2 separate regions of the Ovis aries genome follow, and region 1 is linked to region 2. A link is a contact called in public Hi-C data. All regions are on one chromosome and are shown on one strand. Each heading gives the region's core, a stretch centred on a gene start, on an enhancer-like site or on the middle of the called end of the contact. The rest is flanking DNA. Distances are from core to core; before and after follow the strand shown. Region 1 holds the start of PSMC4 (proteasome 26S subunit, ATPase 4). Region 2 holds the start of LOC101116852 (EP300-interacting inhibitor of differentiation 2).

Evidence for each region. A called contact is a pair of places that touch in the nucleus more often than the background predicts.
Region 1: a contact with region 2 is called in a Hi-C map of liver, with 2.3 times the contacts expected there. The contact joins the promoter of PSMC4 here to the promoter of LOC101116852 in region 2. A contact is called at or near these places in 3 of 16 Hi-C or Micro-C datasets (blood, liver and skin fibroblasts).

What each region holds. Positions count from the first base shown.
Region 1 is chr14:48,898,757-48,904,498 of ARS-UI_Ramb_v3.0, forward strand. It overlaps PSMC4 (proteasome 26S subunit, ATPase 4), which reads left to right and starts at 2,381. Exons shown (of 10, transcript XM_060398095.1): 1 at 2,381-2,454; 2 at 3,355-3,453; 3 at 4,096-4,282. The coding sequence starts at 2,419. LOC132657692 (a long non-coding RNA gene) reads right to left here. Exons shown (of 3, transcript XR_009596209.1): 1 at 4,035-5,742.
Region 2 is chr14:48,566,072-48,571,812 of ARS-UI_Ramb_v3.0, forward strand. LOC101116852 (EP300-interacting inhibitor of differentiation 2) reads right to left here and starts at 1,855. Exons shown (of 1, transcript XM_012190402.5): 1 at 1-1,855. The coding sequence starts at 1,763. The coding sequence ends at 1,110.

The sequences.
Region 1 (5,742 bases), core at 1,131-3,630, 330 kb after region 2:
ATAAGGGTGGTGTCATCTGCATATCTGAGGTTATTGATATTTCTCCCTGCAATGTTGATTCCAGCTTGTGCTTCCTCCAGCCCAGCATTTCTCATGATGTACTCTGCATAGAAGTTAAATAAGCAGGGTGACAATATACAGCCTTGACGTACTCCTTTTCCTATTTGGAACCAGTCTGTTGTTCCATGTCCAGTTCTAACTGTTGCTTCCTGACCTGCATATAGGTTTCTCAAGAGGCAGGTCGGGTGGTCTGGTATTCCCATCTCTTGAAGAATTTTCCACAGCTTATTGTGATCCACACAGTCAAAGGCTTTGGCATAGTCAATCAAGCAGAAATAGATGTTTTTCTGGAACTCTCTTGCTTTTTCCATGATCCAGCGGATGTTGGCAATTTGATCTCTGGTTCCTCTGCCTTTTCTAAAACCAGCTTGAACATCAGGAAGTTCACGGTTCACGTATTGCTGAAGCCTGGCTTGGAGAATCTTGAGCATTACTTCACTAGCATGTGAGATGAGTGCAGTTGTGCAGTAGTTTGAGCATTCTTTGGCATTGCCTTCCTTTGGGATTGGAATGAAAACTGACCTTTTCCAGTCCTGTGGCCACTGCCGAGTTTTCCAAATTTGCTGGCATATTGAGTGCAGCACTTTCACAGCATCATCTTTCAGATTTGAAATAGCTCAACTGGAATTCACAGAATATTGCTATCTAATTAATAGAGAATTCAAAATACTTGTCATGAAGAAACTCAGTGAGCTGCAAGAAAACTCAGAAAAGCAGTTTGGTAAACTTAGGAATAAAAATAATGAACAGAAAGAATACTTTACCAAGGAAATTGAAACTCAAAATAATAATAATAACCAAACAGAACTGGACCTGAAGGACTCAATAGATGAGATGAAGAACCATTAGAACACATTGGAAGACAGTTCGAAGACAGAAATCTAGAAATGATACAGGTAGAAGAGGCGAGATAATTAAGATATTTAAGGGATTACTCAGTTTTTCTGGGTTCTCCCATGTATGCTACTGCTGCTGCTGCTAAGTCACTTCAGTCATATCCAACTCTGTGTGACCTTATGGACCAGAGCTCACCAGGCTCCTCTGTCCTTGGGATTCTCCAGGTAAGAATATTGGAGTGGGTTGTCATTTCCTTCTCCAGGGGATCTTCCTGACCCAGGGATCGAATCCGGGTCTCCTGCATTGCAGGTGGATTCTTTACCAGCTGAGATACCAGGGAAGCCCAAGACTACTGGAGTAGGTTGTCATTTCCTTCTCAAGGGCATCTTCCCCAACCCCAGGGTTCGAACCCGTGTCTCTTGCATATCCGGCACTGGCAGGCAGATTCTTTACCACTAGTGCCACCTGAAAGCCATCGGTGTGTTCGCTTTGTGCAAATCTGTTGAACGGTACACTAAGGATATGTATCTGGAGAAGGAAATGGCAACCCACTCCAGTACTCTTGCCTGGAAAATCCCATGGACAGAGGAGCCTGGTAGGCTACAGTCCATAGGGTCGCAAAGAGTTGGACACGACTAAGCGACTTCACTTTTAATGATACGTATGTCTCTGTACTTGAATACGAAGTTTACTTAACAAAACTGTAGCTGGTGTGATAAGCGGCAGTGTTTTCCCGCGGCCGGAAGCACAGGCTTTGGGCCCCCGCGCTCTAGTTTCAATCAGAGTGAAAGAGGGAACATAATGTCTGTCAAGATTCAATGGGTTGAGCACGTTAAACTTAAGCAACAGGGCCTGCATGACCCAGCTCCTGGCACCGCTGCCTCACTTTCTCCATCCGTAATGCGCGGGTTCTACTCGATTCCCGGCTACCGGTAATGGCGGGCTTGGAGCTCCTCACCCCCGGTCTGGAGCCGGGTAAAGGGTGTCACCCTTTACGAGTAGCCTTGGTCTTCCTGGCTCCGCGCGGAGGGCAATCCTCGGCTGCAGCCCACGTAGAAACCCCGTTAAAGACATCCCACCCCCACCCCCCACCCCCCGCCTCTGCGGAACCCTGCCCAAGCCTCTAAACAAGAAAGAAGAGCACTTGGCCAGATCTGACAGATATCTGAGAAATTACTCAGTTTGAAAACCAATGCGGGCAGCGCCACCTGCTGTCACGAAAACCAGCGCCAGAAAAAGCCGCGCGAGACCGCGGCCCCGCGCGCTATTGCCGACGCGCACCTCCCCGGGCCCGCCCGCGCGCCCGCGCGCCCGCGAGGTACAAAGTGCGCAGGAGCAAGTCTTGGGGGCGGAGCTCAGGACGAAGCCGCCCTGCACTTTACCTACCGCGCCCATTCAACCTTCTCTCAGCCGTGTCTTAAACTACGCTTCCCAGAACCCATCCAGGCCTTGCTTTCCGGTGGCGTCAGCGGAAGCGGTGACTGGATTAGGCCGGGCCACACAGAGGCCGGCTTGGTCACTATGGAGGAGATAGGTATCCTGGTGGAGAAAGCTCAGGTCCGGTGGGGCTTGGGTCTTGGGGAGAGGGCGAAGCCGACCTGGTTGGGATTCTGAGTGACTTTGGGGATCCAAGCGTAGGTCTGAGTGATTTCGGAGGCCTCAGTGGAGAGCTTCGTGCCGATCCGAGGCCTGGGCTGGGTGTCTGGGTGGCTGAGTGATGGTATTAGGGCTTGGGAAGCGGGGCTGGGGAAACGGTGACGCTAGAGGTTCTTTGGGGCTGAATGATTTCGAGGTTTAGGTGGAATGCTGTGACATAGCTAGGCCCAGTGGCATTAGGGGTGGGTCGGGTGGTGAGTGATGTATGGGATTCGGCCATGGGGCCGAATGATATATGAGGTTGAGCTGGAGAGCTGACTGATATTTGGGGCTTAGTTGGTGTTGGAGCGCCAAGTAATATCTGTAATCTGGCCGAGTGATTTTGGGGGCCTGCCTGGGAGCTGGGTGACATAAGGGCCTAATGTGAGTTGGAGTTCATGAGGGATATTTGGGGGGTAACTGAGTAATACCAGGACTGTATGAAGGCATGGTGACTTTCACCATCAATTGAGGCATCCCTGTAGTATTTCAAACCTGTTGAGGGGGGCTGGAGGGCATTGGGGTCTGGTAAGGAGTTGATCAGACATTTAGGCCCTAGACGGGAGTTAGGACATTGAGGACATGTTACAAGTGGCATCTGATACCAGATCTGTTTGGAAGGCTTTGTGACCAAGGAGTTTGTTAGGAGCTGGGTGACTTCAGGAACGTCTTTAGGGGGCTGAGAAGTTCCCAGGATCTATTTAGGGTGCTGAATGTCAGGAACCTATTAGGGGCCAAGTGACTTCATGGTGAAGTGGGGAGGGGGGCTTTAGATTCTTTCATAAGGGGACCTTCCAACCTGAGTTTCCTTCCATGGTCTAGGATGAGATCCCGGCCCTGTCTGTGTCACGGCCCCAGACTGGCCTGTCCTTCCTGGGGCCTGAGCCAGAGGACCTGGAGGACCTCTACAGCCGCTACAAGGTACATTCAAAGCCAGTCCGCAAAATATCAGCGTTGTTGTTATTTAGTCACTAAGTCCTGTCTGACTGTGACCCCATGGACTGGAGCCCACCAGATTCCTGTGTCCATGGGATTTCCCAGGCAAGAATACTGGAGTACAAAACAAGGGCTCAGTAATAACCTAAAGGGGTGATATGGGGAGGGAGATGGGAGGGAGGTTCAAGAGGGAGGGGACATATGTGTACTTATGGCTGATTCATTTTGATATTTGGCAGAAAACAACAAAATTATGTAAAGCAATTATCCTTCAATTAAAAAATAAAAAAGAATACTGGAGAAGGTTACCATTTCCTTTTCCAGGGGATCTTTACCAGGGAATAAGAACCTGTTGTATAGTACAGGGAACTCTACTCTATACTCTGTAATGGCCTAAATGGGAAAAGAAACTAAGAAAAAAGAGTGAGTATATGTATAACTGATTCACTTTGGTGTATACCTGAAACTAACACAACATTGTAAATCAACTATATGCCAATAAAAAAAAAAATTAACAAAACCAGTCTGGACCCTGCACAGGGCCCAGCATCCCATACTTCCCCTACCTTCATTCCTTGGCTCAGCAAGGCCTGGAACCATCCCTGCTTCTCCACTGTCTGCTCACAGAAGCTGCAGCAAGAGCTGGAGTTCCTGGAGGTGCAGGAGGAGTATATCAAGGATGAGCAAAAGAACCTGAAGAAGGAGTTCCTCCATGCCCAGGAGGAGGTGAAACGAATCCAGAGCATCCCATTGGTTATCGGGCAGTTTCTGGAGGCTGTGGATCAGAATACAGCCATCGTGGGCTCTACCACAGGTGCGTGGCGGGGGTGGGGGTGAGAGGGGGTGTTGTTTACCCATCTGTCCATTCAACAGCTGTTAACTATTTCCTGCCATGTGCCAGGAACTTACAAAGGCAAACAAGGGAAGATGGTGTAATAGTGTTTTTCAGAGCATTTTCAGTCTGATGAAAAAGTAGAACTATATTTTACATATTTTACATTCTCTCCCTTTCTCCTCTATAAGTATATATATATAACTTATACAGTAAAAGTTTGATCAAAGGATACTTAGCTTCATTGTGGTGTGATACTCTAATTAGTTTTCCATTCTGTTCCAGTCTGTTTTGTTTTAAACAGCATTCTGGTCATGACTATCTAAAATGATTTCACAACTACTACTGAGTTGAGTTCAGTTCAGTTCAGTCACTCAGTCATGTCCGACTCTTTGGGACCCCATGAACTGCAGCACGCCAGGCCTCCCTGTCTATCACTAACTCCTGGAGTCTACCCAAACTCATGTCCACTGAGTCAGTGATGCCGTCCAACCATCTCATCCTCTGTCATCCCCTTCTCCTCCTGCCCTCAATCTTTCCCAGCATCAGGGTCTTTTCAAATGAGTCAGCTCTTCGCATCAGGTGGCCAAAGTATTGGAGTTGCAGCTTCAACATCAGTCCTTCGAATGAACACCCAGGACTGATCTCCTTTAGGATGGACTGGTTGGATATCCTTGCAGTCTAAGGGACTCTCAAGAGTCTTCTCCAACGCCACAGTTCTAAAGCTTCAATTCTTCGGCGCTCAGCTTTCTTATAGTCCAACTTTCACATCCATACGTGACTACTGGAAAAACCGTAGCCTTGAATAGACGGACCTTTGTTGGCAAAGTAACGTCTCTGCTTTTTAATATGCTGTCTAGGTTGGTCCTAACTTTCCTTCCAAGGAGTAAGCGTCTTTTAATTTCATGGCTGCAATCACCATCTGCAGTGATTTTGGAACCCCAAAAATAAAGTCTCTCACTGTTTCCCCATCTATTTTTGTTTTCCCCACTTTTTGCCATGAAGTGATGGGACCAGATGCCGTGATCTTCTTTTTCTGAATGTTGAGCTTTAAGCCAACTTTTTCACTCTCCTCCTTCACTTTCATCAAGAGGCTTTTTAGTTCCTCTTCACTTTCTGCCATAAGGGTGGTGTCATCTGCATATCTGAGGTTATTGATACTTCTCCCGGCAATCTTGATTCCAGCTTGTGCTTCTTCCAGCCCAACGTTTCTCATGATGTACTCTGTATATAAGTTAAATAAGCAGGGTGACAGTATACAGCCTTAAGATACTCCTTTTCCTATTTGGAACCAGTCTGTTGTTCCATGTCCAGTTCTAACTGTTGCTTCCTCACCTGCATATAGGTTTCTCAAGAGGCAGGTCAGGTGGTCTGGTATTCCCATCTCTTGAAGAATTGTCCACAGTTTATTGTGATCCACACAGTCAAAGGCTTTGGCATAG
Region 2 (5,741 bases), core at 605-3,104:
TATTCACCATCAAATGTAAGATAGACCTCAATTTCAGAGATGTCCATATATGAAAACTGCATTTAGAATCAGTAATACTGTATTTGTGCCCATGCTATGAGATATGCAGACAAGATTAACTATTATTGCTTTTTATTTTTTGGCCAATAGAAAAAAACCTAAATACCCATCAGTATGTTCCTGGTTATATAAATTACAACATAACCACAGAATGGAATGAAATACACCTCTAAAAAAGAATGAGGAACTATAGTGGTTTGGAATGATCCTTATGTTCTTACTGAAAATGCAATGCATAAATCAATAAATATAATTTGCCAACTTCTGTAATGAAGAAAGCAAAACCAAAAAAACCACCCAGCTTTGCATTTACTTGTGTATATATAGGGAAACTGGAAAGACAGAAGTACTGTGGTTATAGATGGGAATTGTACTAAGCACTGGATGGAGAGGGGACAGAGATAGAAGACTTTTCATTGTGCAGTTTATATCTGGGGGGCTTACAAATATTTACCAAAAAGGTATTAAAAAAGCAAAAAAATCCAGAAATTTCAGATATTCTTGAATACACAATTTATCGTATAATATATACAGCATTGACTTTGCTTGTCCTTTGAAATGCCTCATAAAACACAAAACTAATCTTACACTAATAACTTCTGTTGAAACCGACGTGAAGAAAACTCAAGAGGAATTATCAGAACTGACAATTTCCGGTTCTCTCCATGGCCTTCCAGTCCTACAGGAATTCCTATTCCTATCACTGCTATTTGATGATTTCTTTCCTCACCATGGGCTCTCTTGGCAGTTTTTCTTCATCAAGCCTCAATTTTAGAAAACCATTCTTCTCTTCAGTGAAGCAATTTGAAAAGACATTTCCACAATGCAGGGAAAAGAATCTGGATCAATCACAAACTCAAAGGACGTCAAAAGAGTCATAAGGTTTTGATCTTTTTTTCATTTCTTCTGAGTTTTTCTCGATAAGCTACCTTTTTTCCCCCAGCTGTGCTTTGCCTTATTCTCACGTACTTTGTAAATTCAAGTTGCAGGAGTGGTATACAACACTGTCTTGAAGGCAGAGTTCTTCTGAAAGTAGTTGCATCATTAAACTATTCTCTACTGATAAACTTATCACAACCAAGTTCTTCTATCAGAGGATTGATAATTTCAGATGCAGTCAGAGTTATACTAAATGTTAAAATATCAAAATCCATCCTCTGAGGATTCCGCTGATATTCTGCGTCAAACGCCGCTTCCCTGGCTCTGCAGGCTTCCACAAATCTCCTGCGCCGTCCTTCAAGCTCCTGAATTCGGCCAGGAGCAATCGGGTAGTGTTCCAGATAGTGGCGGAGGAACTGCTGGTAATTAATTCCTAAAACGCCAAGTGGGTGACGGAGGCGGAGATATGGTAACGCAGCCAGGCCCGGGCCGTTCCTGGACCAGGGTCTGCCCTCGGGACCCTCTTCCTCCGCTGGCTCCACCAACAATCGGGCGACCTCTGCCATCCGGGCTTCCCTGGCCGCTGCCCCCAGGCCTTCTCTGGACGCCGCCATCGGACCTTCCCTGGCCTCCGGCACTGGACCTTCCACGGGTGAAGCCATCGGACCTTCTCCGGCCGCCGCCATCGGACGGTCCCTGGCCTCCACAGGCTGCGCGGGGGCCGGCTCCCGCCTCCTGCCGCCTACCTCCCCCTGCCGGACGTCGCCGTTGTCATTTGCTGCGCCCGCCGGTGGGACACCTTTGTCCGCGGGCAGCTCGGACATCCCGGATCGCGGGGTCAGCTCAGCCGCTCGCACAAATACTGGGATAACGGCACAGCGCGGTTAGCGATGTGCACGTAAGTGCACGTAACTGCGCGTTCATGAGCGCTCTGCACACTGATCCACGCTGTGTGTGCAAACCCACGTGCGCGAGCGTAGGGTGTGCTGCTGAAATTGAGTACTGCGCATGCGTCCTGCCCGCCCGACTGCAATCTTCCAGGCGCCACCTAGCGGCTGGAAGAGCCAACACACCTGAAATCTTCCCAGAACGTCTGAGGGCAGTGTAAGTCTCTTCAGTCTTCTTTGAGACCCTATGGACTGTAGCCCGCCAGGCTCCTCTGTCCATGGAATTTTTCAGGCAAGAATACTGAAGTGGTTTGCCATTCCCTCCTCCAGTGGACCACCTTTTGTCAGAACTCTTCGCTATGACCTGTCTTGGGTGGCCCTGCACGACATGGCTCATAGCTTCATTGAGTTCGGCAAGTCTTTTCACCACAAGACTGTGATCCATGAAGGTGTGCGCCACCAGGAAAGTCCTCTAAACCTTCTTTTTGTACAACATACCATGCAGAAAAAAATATACAAAATATAAATATACAACAGAATGACTTATTGCAAAGTGAACGTACCTATGACCACCACTCGGGTCAAGGAATTATTTCTAGTATCCCAGAATCCTTCCTCCCTTCTATCACTTTCTACCCGGGGGTAACTACTATACTGATGGTATAGAAGTGGTGATGGTAATCATTTTCTTGCTTTTCTTTCTGTTTGACTACCTAAGGGTGTATCCCTTAATTTTGCTTGTTTTTTTTTTTTTTTGAAGTTTATATACTCTTGTGTCTGGTTTCGTTCAAACCTTATTTTTACGTATCACCTATGTTTTTCATTGTAATTATAAATAGATAATTTTTTCCATAGTTACACATTCATTACCATTATTTTTATGTCTCATAATATTGCAACATGCATCTTAAGTACTGACTCTCCAGTTATTTTTCTTTATTCTAATTAACATGAGAAATACCTTATGAAGAAATTCCCCCTTTAATGTTGCTCACAATAACCCCTGTCGTGATTCAGGGGCATCACGACAACAGAAACAGTGACTCACTGTTTTCTGCCCTGTCAGGAGCAGTTAATTTGAGGCACTAGGTCTCATCTGCAGATCATAAAGTTGAATTTTTATTTTCCTAAGCCCTACATTGATAAAAACACAACATCCAGCCTGTGTTGCTTCAAACACAACTTCCCCCCAGCATCTCTGCAGTCTCTTAAGTGTGTGTGGCTCCTTTAAGGTGCCCAGGCTAGTTCGGAGACCTAAGGTCCATTGCTGCCACCCTCAGGCTGCCTGGAAAATCACAAATATTTAATAAAAGGATTTCCAGATTTAGATGGGATAGCAATAGCTCTAAACAAAATCATGGTTTACTTGGGTCTTCCCTGGTAGTACAGCGGATAAGAATCCGCCTGTCAATGCAGAGGACACGGGTGCGATCCCTGGTCCTGGAAGATTCCTCATGCCACAGAGCAATTAAACCTGAGAGCTACAACTACTGAAGCCCGTGAGCCTAAAGCCTGTGCTCCTCAGCAAGAGAAGCCACTGCAATGAGAAGCCTGTGCACTACAATGAAGAGTGACCCGATCGCTGCAACTACAGAGAGCCTGTGCACAGCAGCAAAGACCTAGGACAGACAAACAAATAAATAAAAGCATGCTGTATTGGGAATTCCTTGGCAGTTCAGTGGTTAGGACTCTGATCTCTCATAGGTGTGTGCTGCAGTCCCCCAAAACCTAAAACAACTCTCCCCCAGTTATGGTGTGTTGAACAAAAATGCTCATGTGGGGGAGATGAAAGCAAACGTTTGAGATAGATTCCAGGTTAGCTATTGCTCCCAGTGTTTCTCCTGTGTAGTGGCTGCAGCATCCTAGTCTCTGACTCACTACCAGTGTTTCAGAATCACTTGAGGACAATTTCAGTCATGCTTCAGACTAAACAATCAATAGAGCTGATATCAGGGGCTCCACGCTGATATATTCTTTACAGGAAAAATAAGAGAGATAATGAGGAAAGAGACAGGATCTGCTTTTCCCAAAGGCTGCAAAGTCTGTGATAAATAGCACTGGTGGGAAATTTGTCCTTCCTCTGACCAAAGATATCCTTTAAAGGATAAACACCCATGTTAACCTTGAAATTAAATCTGTACTTTTATGGATATGGAATGAAACCACAACTCAGAATGTGCATTTGGCTTAGATAATTGGGGAAATCATAATGTCCTTCTTGCATCTGGTTTTCCCCAAAGACTATTCTAAAAATTAAAATTGTCTTTATTTGTGGCTGTGCTGGGTCTTCAATGCTGTGTGCAGGCTTTCTCTAGTTGCAGTGTGCAGGTTTTTCATTGAGGTGTCTTCTCTTGTTGCATGGACTTCAGTAGTTGCAGTACTCGGGCTTAGTCGCTCCAAAGCATGTGGAATCTTCCTGGACCAGGGATCGAACCTGTGTCCTCTGCATTGACAGAAAGAAAGGAGAAGAAAAATGTAGCTCAGTCATGTCCGACTCTTTGTGATCCCATGAGCTGTACAGTCCATGGAATTTTCCAGGCCAGAATACGGGAGTGCGGGAGTGGGTAGCCTTTCCCTTCTCCAGGGAATCTTCCCAACCCAGGGATCGAACTCAGTCTCCTGCATTGGCAGGCAGACTCTTATCAACTGGACCTCCAAGGAAGTCCCATTCTTATATCCTTATTACCCCTGATTATCCTAGGCCTTACATCTTCTGCTCACTAGATGGGCTTGAACTGACTTAATGGTAGATATGACTAACCTAGACAGCATATTAAAAAGCAGAGACATTACTTTGTCAACAAAGTTCCATCTAGTCAAAGCTATGGTTTTTCCAGTAGTCATGTATGGATGTGAGAGTTGAACTATAAAGAAAGCTTAATGCCGAAGAAATGATGCTTTTGAACTGTGGTGTTGGAGAAGACTCTTGAGAGTCCCTTGGACTGCAAGGAGATCCAAACAGTCCATCCTAAAGGAGATCAGTCCTGAATATTCGTTGGAAGGACTGATGTTGAAGCTGAAACTCCAATACTTTGGCCACCTGATGTAAAGAACTGACTGATTGGAAAAGACCCTGATGCTGGGAAAGATTGAAGGCAGGAGGAGAAGGGGATGACAGAGGATGGTTGGATGGCATCATCGACTCGATGGACATGAGTTTGAGTGAACTCTGGGAGTTGGTGATGGACAGAGGGAGACCTGGTGTGCTGCAGTCCATGGGGTCGCAAAGAGTTGAACATGACTGAGCGACTGAACTGAACTGAAATGGTAGATATAGGTGCCTCTTCCTCTAAAGGGCTTTTCCATGTTTGCCTGTTTCTCCTGAGATACTTAACGCTGCGGTGAGACCCTAAACATGATGTTACAAGCCTTGTCTCTTTCCCCAAGATTGTTACTGTGCTAGATTAATTGTAAAAGTAACCCCCATTCTCCATCCTCTCTGTTTCTTACACCCTTTGTGATAAGAGTTTGCAGCTCTTCTCATCAGAAGGTGGATTGTTTTTCTCTATCCCTTGAATCTGAGCTGGCCTTGTGACTTGCTTTGACCGGTAGGATGAGGCAGAAATGATGGTGTGTCAGTCTCGAGACTAGGCTTTAAGAAGCATTTCTTTCTTCCATTCTCTCCTGGACTCCTGTCTCGACCAGGAGAACAACCCTGGACCAGCTTGCTGGATGGTGGAAGACAATTTGGAAAGTGGTCTCAGACAAGGCATATAAGACCAGTCAGTCCTTGGATTTCTTTCTTTTTTTTTTTTTTTTCCCGGTCCTGGGAATTCTATCTGTCTAGTGCTTAGGACTCTGCTTACACTGCTGGGGTCTGGGTTCAATCACTGGTCAGGGCAGGCAAAAAAAAAAAAAAAAAACAAAAACCAAAAAACCAAAAAACAATCAGTCCCCAGCTGAGCTAGACTTAGG